2 separate regions of the Gossypium hirsutum genome follow, and region 1 is linked to region 2. A link is a contact called in public Hi-C data. All regions are on one chromosome and are shown on one strand. The core of a region is the stretch at or near the end of the contact, and the rest is flanking DNA. Distances in the headings are between cores, read along the strand shown. Region 1 holds the start of LOC107949024. Region 2 holds the start of LOC107931870.

Region 1 (3,184 bases), core at 543-3,042, 140 kb before region 2:
GTAACTAATGCAAATATTTGATAAAACATGGGGACTATTTATGATATTTTTCCATTTGGCATTTGAACCAGGAGGTGCCGAATCCGCTGCTTTAGGGCGGACTTCAACTATTTCGTTAATTAATTTTCAACCTCATCTGTTTTGCTAAATAATTTCTTTATTTCTTTATTTCATATATATGAAAAAAAAACACCAAGTTATAGATGATATAGTTTTATAATTTAAATAATTTTAAATCTTGAACATTTTTAAAATATATTTTTTAATTTTATGTTAGATAACATTTAAAATTTTTTTCAGAAAATAATTTTTTAAAAATTAAACTGAATTAATGTTTAGTTAATTTACTAGGTAAAATTTAATTAAAAAAATTATATAAGCTCCAGAAATTGTATCGCAAAAGACCATCAGCTCAATTGGGAAAACACTAAATAATTTTAAAAATTTAAAAAGAGTAATTTTTATTTTAGAAATATTTATATCTTTTATACTTTTATAATATATATTATAATTTTCTCTTTTAACAACAACGCAAATATACTTTTATTTTCTCTTTTAACAACTCAAATATAGATTAATTTTTAAGAATCATAAAATAAAATTATAAAAAACCTTAATTTTACACTTATTATTTTAGAAAAAAAATATTTTTAAGAGAATATTTTAATTTAAAATATTAAATTTTTCAATTTTTTATATATAATTTTTTTTATAAATATATTAGTGAGAAATTTTTCACTTGTTACTAAATCTAGTATATTAATAATTTCCTTTTTCTTTTATGATAGAATATAAGTAACTTTCAACATAATAAACGCGCGTAATGGTTGGGTTAAGCTGAAAGAAAACTGTTTTTGTAAATTAACTTTCAAATAACGCATATTACATAATTAACTTTCAACATCTATCTCCCAATCAAAAAGGCAAAAGCTTTCATCATCTGTCGCTGTCTAACTTCAAATCTTTTGTTCTGTTGTTGCACTTCTATCTTTTATGCCTTGGATGGAGGTGTAATTGCTCAACACACACAACTCACCCTAAATTTACCCCTTTTTTCTTTGACGCATGACTCTTGGTCAAATTCTTCGGAAGATCCTTATATTAGGCATTATTTTTAGATTTAATCCTTCTATTATGACTTTTATTGTTTCTATTTTTTTTCTAAATGCAGTGTATATTTCTAATTATAATCTCTTCTCAATCTTTAAATAGAAAGAAAATTATATTTTTTTTGTGAAAAAAACATAACAAAAAATACAACTTAAGAGATTCTGAAAGACACTAAAAGATTTATCTTGTTGGATAGTCGAAACCACCACATCAAGAGAAACTTCAAAAATTTGGAGGGAGGTTTGCCAAGATAGGCTGATCTTTGCCAATTGGTCAGCAATTAAATTGCACTCTCTGGGGACATACTTGAATTCTCACTGATCTTTAGATTGTAAAACTCGTTTAAGTTTAAAAAAAATGTATTTAAACACATTTAAACTTACATCTTTCTAATTATTGTAATAGCAATAATGTGAACTGAGTTATTTTTTAAAACTTAAAAAAAAACATATTAAAGAATATAACTTATATTACTATTTAGAAAATAAAAAATATATATTTTTCTTTATTGCTTATATAAATCAGGATGATGTAATTTTCAAATGTATGGAGTTAGTTATAAAATTTTCAATTAAATTAGACCATTAATTCATTTAAACCCAATTGTCGGCTAAATACGTATATTTCCCGCCTTTAAGTAGAAAAAAGGTAGGGTCAGTCGTCACCTCCAAAATCTAGTACCAAATCCAAGTCGCTCACAGGGTTCTAGAAATCTCAGTGCATTACACCCCAAATTAATAAAATAATAAGTAAAAAGAATTACTTGGTATTTAATTACTTTGGACTTTGAAGGATCCCTTCTAGCGGTGGTTTGCAACCTGGCAACAATGCAAGCTCTCACCTTTACTCATCTGCAACTACAGCCTTCTTCCTTCCATCACCACTTTTCTCCCATTTTCATCTGATTTTGTTTTCTGGGTGCCATCTGATCTTAAAGTCCTTTTTCCCCCATTTTTAGATTCTCCTAGAGAATCCAACATTACATGCAAAAGTAAAGAGAAAATCTTTAATTTTTTTAACAGAATTTTGAAAAGAAAATGAAGGACGCCAAGAAAGATTCAGAAATGGTATGGGATCAGATTCAGATGAGGAGCCCATCGGGAAATCCGCTTGTTCTTGGACATTCGACCCGACCCATTCCCAAGCTCATGGTCTGGTTAATCCTCTTTGTTTCAGTTACCTATGTTGTCTACACTCTCAAGCTGCTAACGGCCTCAGTTCATCACACTTCCGATGATTTCCCGTTTACTTTATCCACCAGAACAGGCATTACATCTCCGCCGTCGATTCTCAATCAGACGGCTGAGACAACGTCGCCCCTTCTTCGCCATCGAGATGTCCGAGAAAAACTGGCGGTAGCGGTGCAAATGCCGAATAAACCGAAGCCGACGGAGATCCAGGACATCGTTTTCGGGGTCGCGGCTTCTTCCAAGCTATGGCAGCAGAGGAAAGAGTACATCAAGATTTGGTACAAGCCGAACAAAATGCGGGGCGTGGTTTGGCTTGACGATCGCGTGAAGTACTCTCCGGAGGACAAGCAAACCCTTCCACCGGTTCGTGTCTCCAGCGACACTTCCAACTTCGCCTACACGAACCGGCAAGGTCACCGGTCGGCGATTCGAATATCGCGGATCGTGACGGAGACGTTGAGGCTTAAGATGGATAATGTCCGGTGGTTCGTGATGGGTGACGACGACACCGTGTTTATCACGGACAATCTGATTAGGATTTTGAGGAAATACGACCATACACAGTATTACTACATCGGGAGCTTGTCGGAATCTCATATCCAGAACATTTTTTTCTCCTACGGCATGGCATACGGCGGTGGAGGTTTTGCCATTAGCTACCCTTTGGCTAAGGCTTTGGCGAAGATGCAGGACCGGTGTATTCAGAGGTACCCAGGATTGTACGGCTCAGATGACCGAATGCAGGCTTGTATGGCTGAACTCGGTGTCCCACTCACTAAGGAACTCGGCTTCCACCAGGTCGGTGACTCAGTTTGTTGAGTTGGTAAAGTGCATGCATTGTTTCTATTACTTTTAGTAACTTCAATGCTAGTATAAGTATCTCT
Region 2 (2,998 bases), core at 489-2,988:
TCAAATTCGGGGTTTCTCTAATTTTGAATATTTAAAATTTGTATCAATTTCATATTCAAATCCATTCAAGTAGAAACTGGATGAGTTTAAATGATTAATTTTCACAATTAAATTAAAATAAATAAAATCTAAGTTAAATTTTAATATTAGTCCATGTACTTTATAAAAGTCGTGGATTTAATCATTATATTTTTCTTTGATAAATTTTAGTCTCCTATATTCTTCAAATTCTAGAATTTTAATCCCAACTGAAACAATAGGAGTTAAATATGTTTGATCAAATTCAATTATTGGAGCTATACTATACATGCAATTGCAGATTTAGCCTACATACTACAATTGGATCACTTTATGTCCTTATACTTTTTGAATTCTGAAATTTCAGTATTGATGTAAATGACCACCGTTACTCTATTACATGAATCTTTAGTGAGTAATATGTAAAAATAACAAGCTGACATGGCATTACACATATGATAATATATTTGCCGCATTAGATTTTGAAAATATCGCAACTTAGGTTATGCTTGATAATCTAAAAAATTAAATGTTGAAAAATAAGTACTAAAAAAATAAATATTGAATTTGAGTTATAAAATATGTTTAGTGTTTTATTTAAAATTGAGCAGTAAATATAATTAAATTATTTGATAGAGAATAATATAATCTTAAATGAAATAAAATAAAATAAAATAAAAAACCATTAAATTTATTCTCTATTAAGTGATGTGTAAGAACTTATCCACTTATCATTTTATATATATATATTTTTTCAGCAAAAAATCTATTCAATTGGTTTCATTGTGGGTTATCAAATGCGTTTGAAAAATTAAGTTATGAAAATATTAATTCATAGTTGATTGATTTTTCTTCAACACTTTATCAAACAAAATGAATTCAATAGTTAATATTCGGTGAGAACTATAAAATTTTAAAGGATAAAAATTAAAATTGATCAAATTAAAATATAAATACTAAATTAACAACCTTTGTAAAGTATAAAAAGGGTCAAAATTTGTAATAAGACCTCGTACTTTGCATAAATTGTAAATTTTGTACATGTACCTTAATTTAATTGATTTTAGCTCGTGTACTTTTCGAATTTTGAAATTTTAGTATTGATCTAATGGTAACAATTAAATCCGTATGTTCAAATTATGTCACCAGTCTGTATATTTTGATTAAAGTTATAATTTAGTCTGCATTTACATATTGGATCATTTTTAGTAGCTATAATATTTGAATTTCAAAATTTTAGTTTTAATGCAAACGACTTTTGTTAAATCTATTAACTAATTTTTTGTGAGTAATATGTGAAAACAATTTGACACATTAAATTTCAAAATAATAAGACTTAACTTAATGAATTTAATAATTATTATTTAATTAGGAATAGAATTTTCAAATTCTAAAAATGACAAAATTAAAGTATAAAAGAAAATAAGAGGTGTATTAACAAAACTTTACAAAAATAATAGCAGAATTTAACCTAAAATAGGAATTCAAACGAATCAAGGTAGGAACAAAATGAAGGGATTTAAGTTTATGGGGTATGGCGACACACCACAACATTTAACGCAGTCATGAAGAATTCGTGTGCGGGAGAGTGCGTAGGTAAGAATAGGAACCATGCAAAACAATTTCCTCACCAAACAAATTAATCCAATGGGACCCACACTATCACTTCCATATCACTCTGGGTCCCACATCCATTAAATACCCCCACTCCGCTTATTATAGCCGTTAGCCGAGCCATTTTCAACAAAATAAAACACAATGGCGTGTTGCATTGCCCGGTTACCAAAGGAAAATGAAAGGACCGACCGTACGACACCATGGCAGGTCGTTTCCCATGGCAGTTGATAAGCATTCACTGTGCTTTCTCTCTCCCTCTTTCCCATTTTTCGATTCAAACTTTTCTTTTCTTTCGAAAACCTCTGCATTTACAGTTTCTCTCTTTGCTCAACTAATAGGCGTTTTTCTTTCCCCCTCTTTTTATTTTTCTTATAAAGAAATGCTTACAAACCCAATTTTCTGAACCCGAAATCCAGTATCCCCGACCCGTAAAACACATTCATTGTATTGTACTGTGTTTTTCTTCTTTCTTTTGAATCGTTTTGCATTTTTATCGTGTTCTTCAGGTACCATCGGAATTTTTTTCCTTCTAAATTTGGGGTTTCTTTTATTCTATGCAAGATTCTTTTAAAAAATAGCCTTTTAGGCTTTATGTTTGAATGGATTGTATACCAAATAGTTTCTTAATTCTCACTTGGGTTTTAGCTGTTTTGTTTATTGAATTTGAGCATAACGTTGAAAGTGACTAATAGCGTTCTTTTTCTTTTTAAATGCCAAAATTCTGACCTTTTTCAACTTTTGTTTTACTAAAGTTTCCTCGAAGAAAATGCGGCCAAGAGAATCTTACAGCTTCTTCTGTTCTATCTATCTCTTTTCTTCTTAGATTAATGGAGGGTTTTAGAATGTAACCAGTTTTTATTTATTTTTCTGATGCTTCCCTTAAATGGTTCATGAGTGTTTTATTTTTTTATTTATAAGTTTTTGTTCTATAGTTAAAATTTCTAAGCAACCAAACATACTTGTCTTCATTGGTCTACTTTTTCTTGGCTATTGATATCTACAATCCAGCTTTTTAAAAAGTTTTTTTTTTCCCACCATGGGTTGGTGATTAATATATTGCAAATTGGATTGTTTTCAACCTTAAAGTTCTTAATACAAAAAAGGGTTTTAAGTTTTAATCCATTTCTGCTTGTTTCAGGTGATATGAACGGAAGCTTAATGATGAGATAGCAGTAGCATCGTCTTCTTTTTCGTGGGAGTTCATTTATTAAGATCAATTAAAGTCTCGTGAATCAGTGATCGGTTTCTCTGAAGACAAAACCCGCATTCATTTCTTCCTCTAAATATTCGTGTCAGTGATCAAACTTTCTCTTCTCTGGCTTCTATTTAATTAATCTTTACGATTCTCTCTGTACTTCATTAA

Evidence for each region. Hi-C and Micro-C count contacts between places; a contact is called where the count stands out from the background.
Region 1: a Hi-C map of leaf shows a contact between it and region 2, with 2.5 times the contacts expected there. The contact joins the promoter of LOC107949024 here to the promoter of LOC107931870 in region 2. A contact is called at or near these places in 2 of 34 Hi-C or Micro-C datasets (callus and leaf).

The regions. Positions count from the first base shown.
Region 1 is chrA12:105,063,659-105,066,842 of Gossypium_hirsutum_v2.1, reverse strand. LOC107949024 reads left to right here and starts at 1,792. Exons shown (of 3, transcript XM_041083568.1): 1 at 1,792-3,098. The coding sequence starts at 2,148.
Region 2 is chrA12:104,920,732-104,923,729 of Gossypium_hirsutum_v2.1, reverse strand. It overlaps LOC107931870, which reads left to right and starts at 1,738. Exons shown (of 8, transcript XM_016863828.2): 1 at 1,738-1,842; 2 at 2,774-2,926.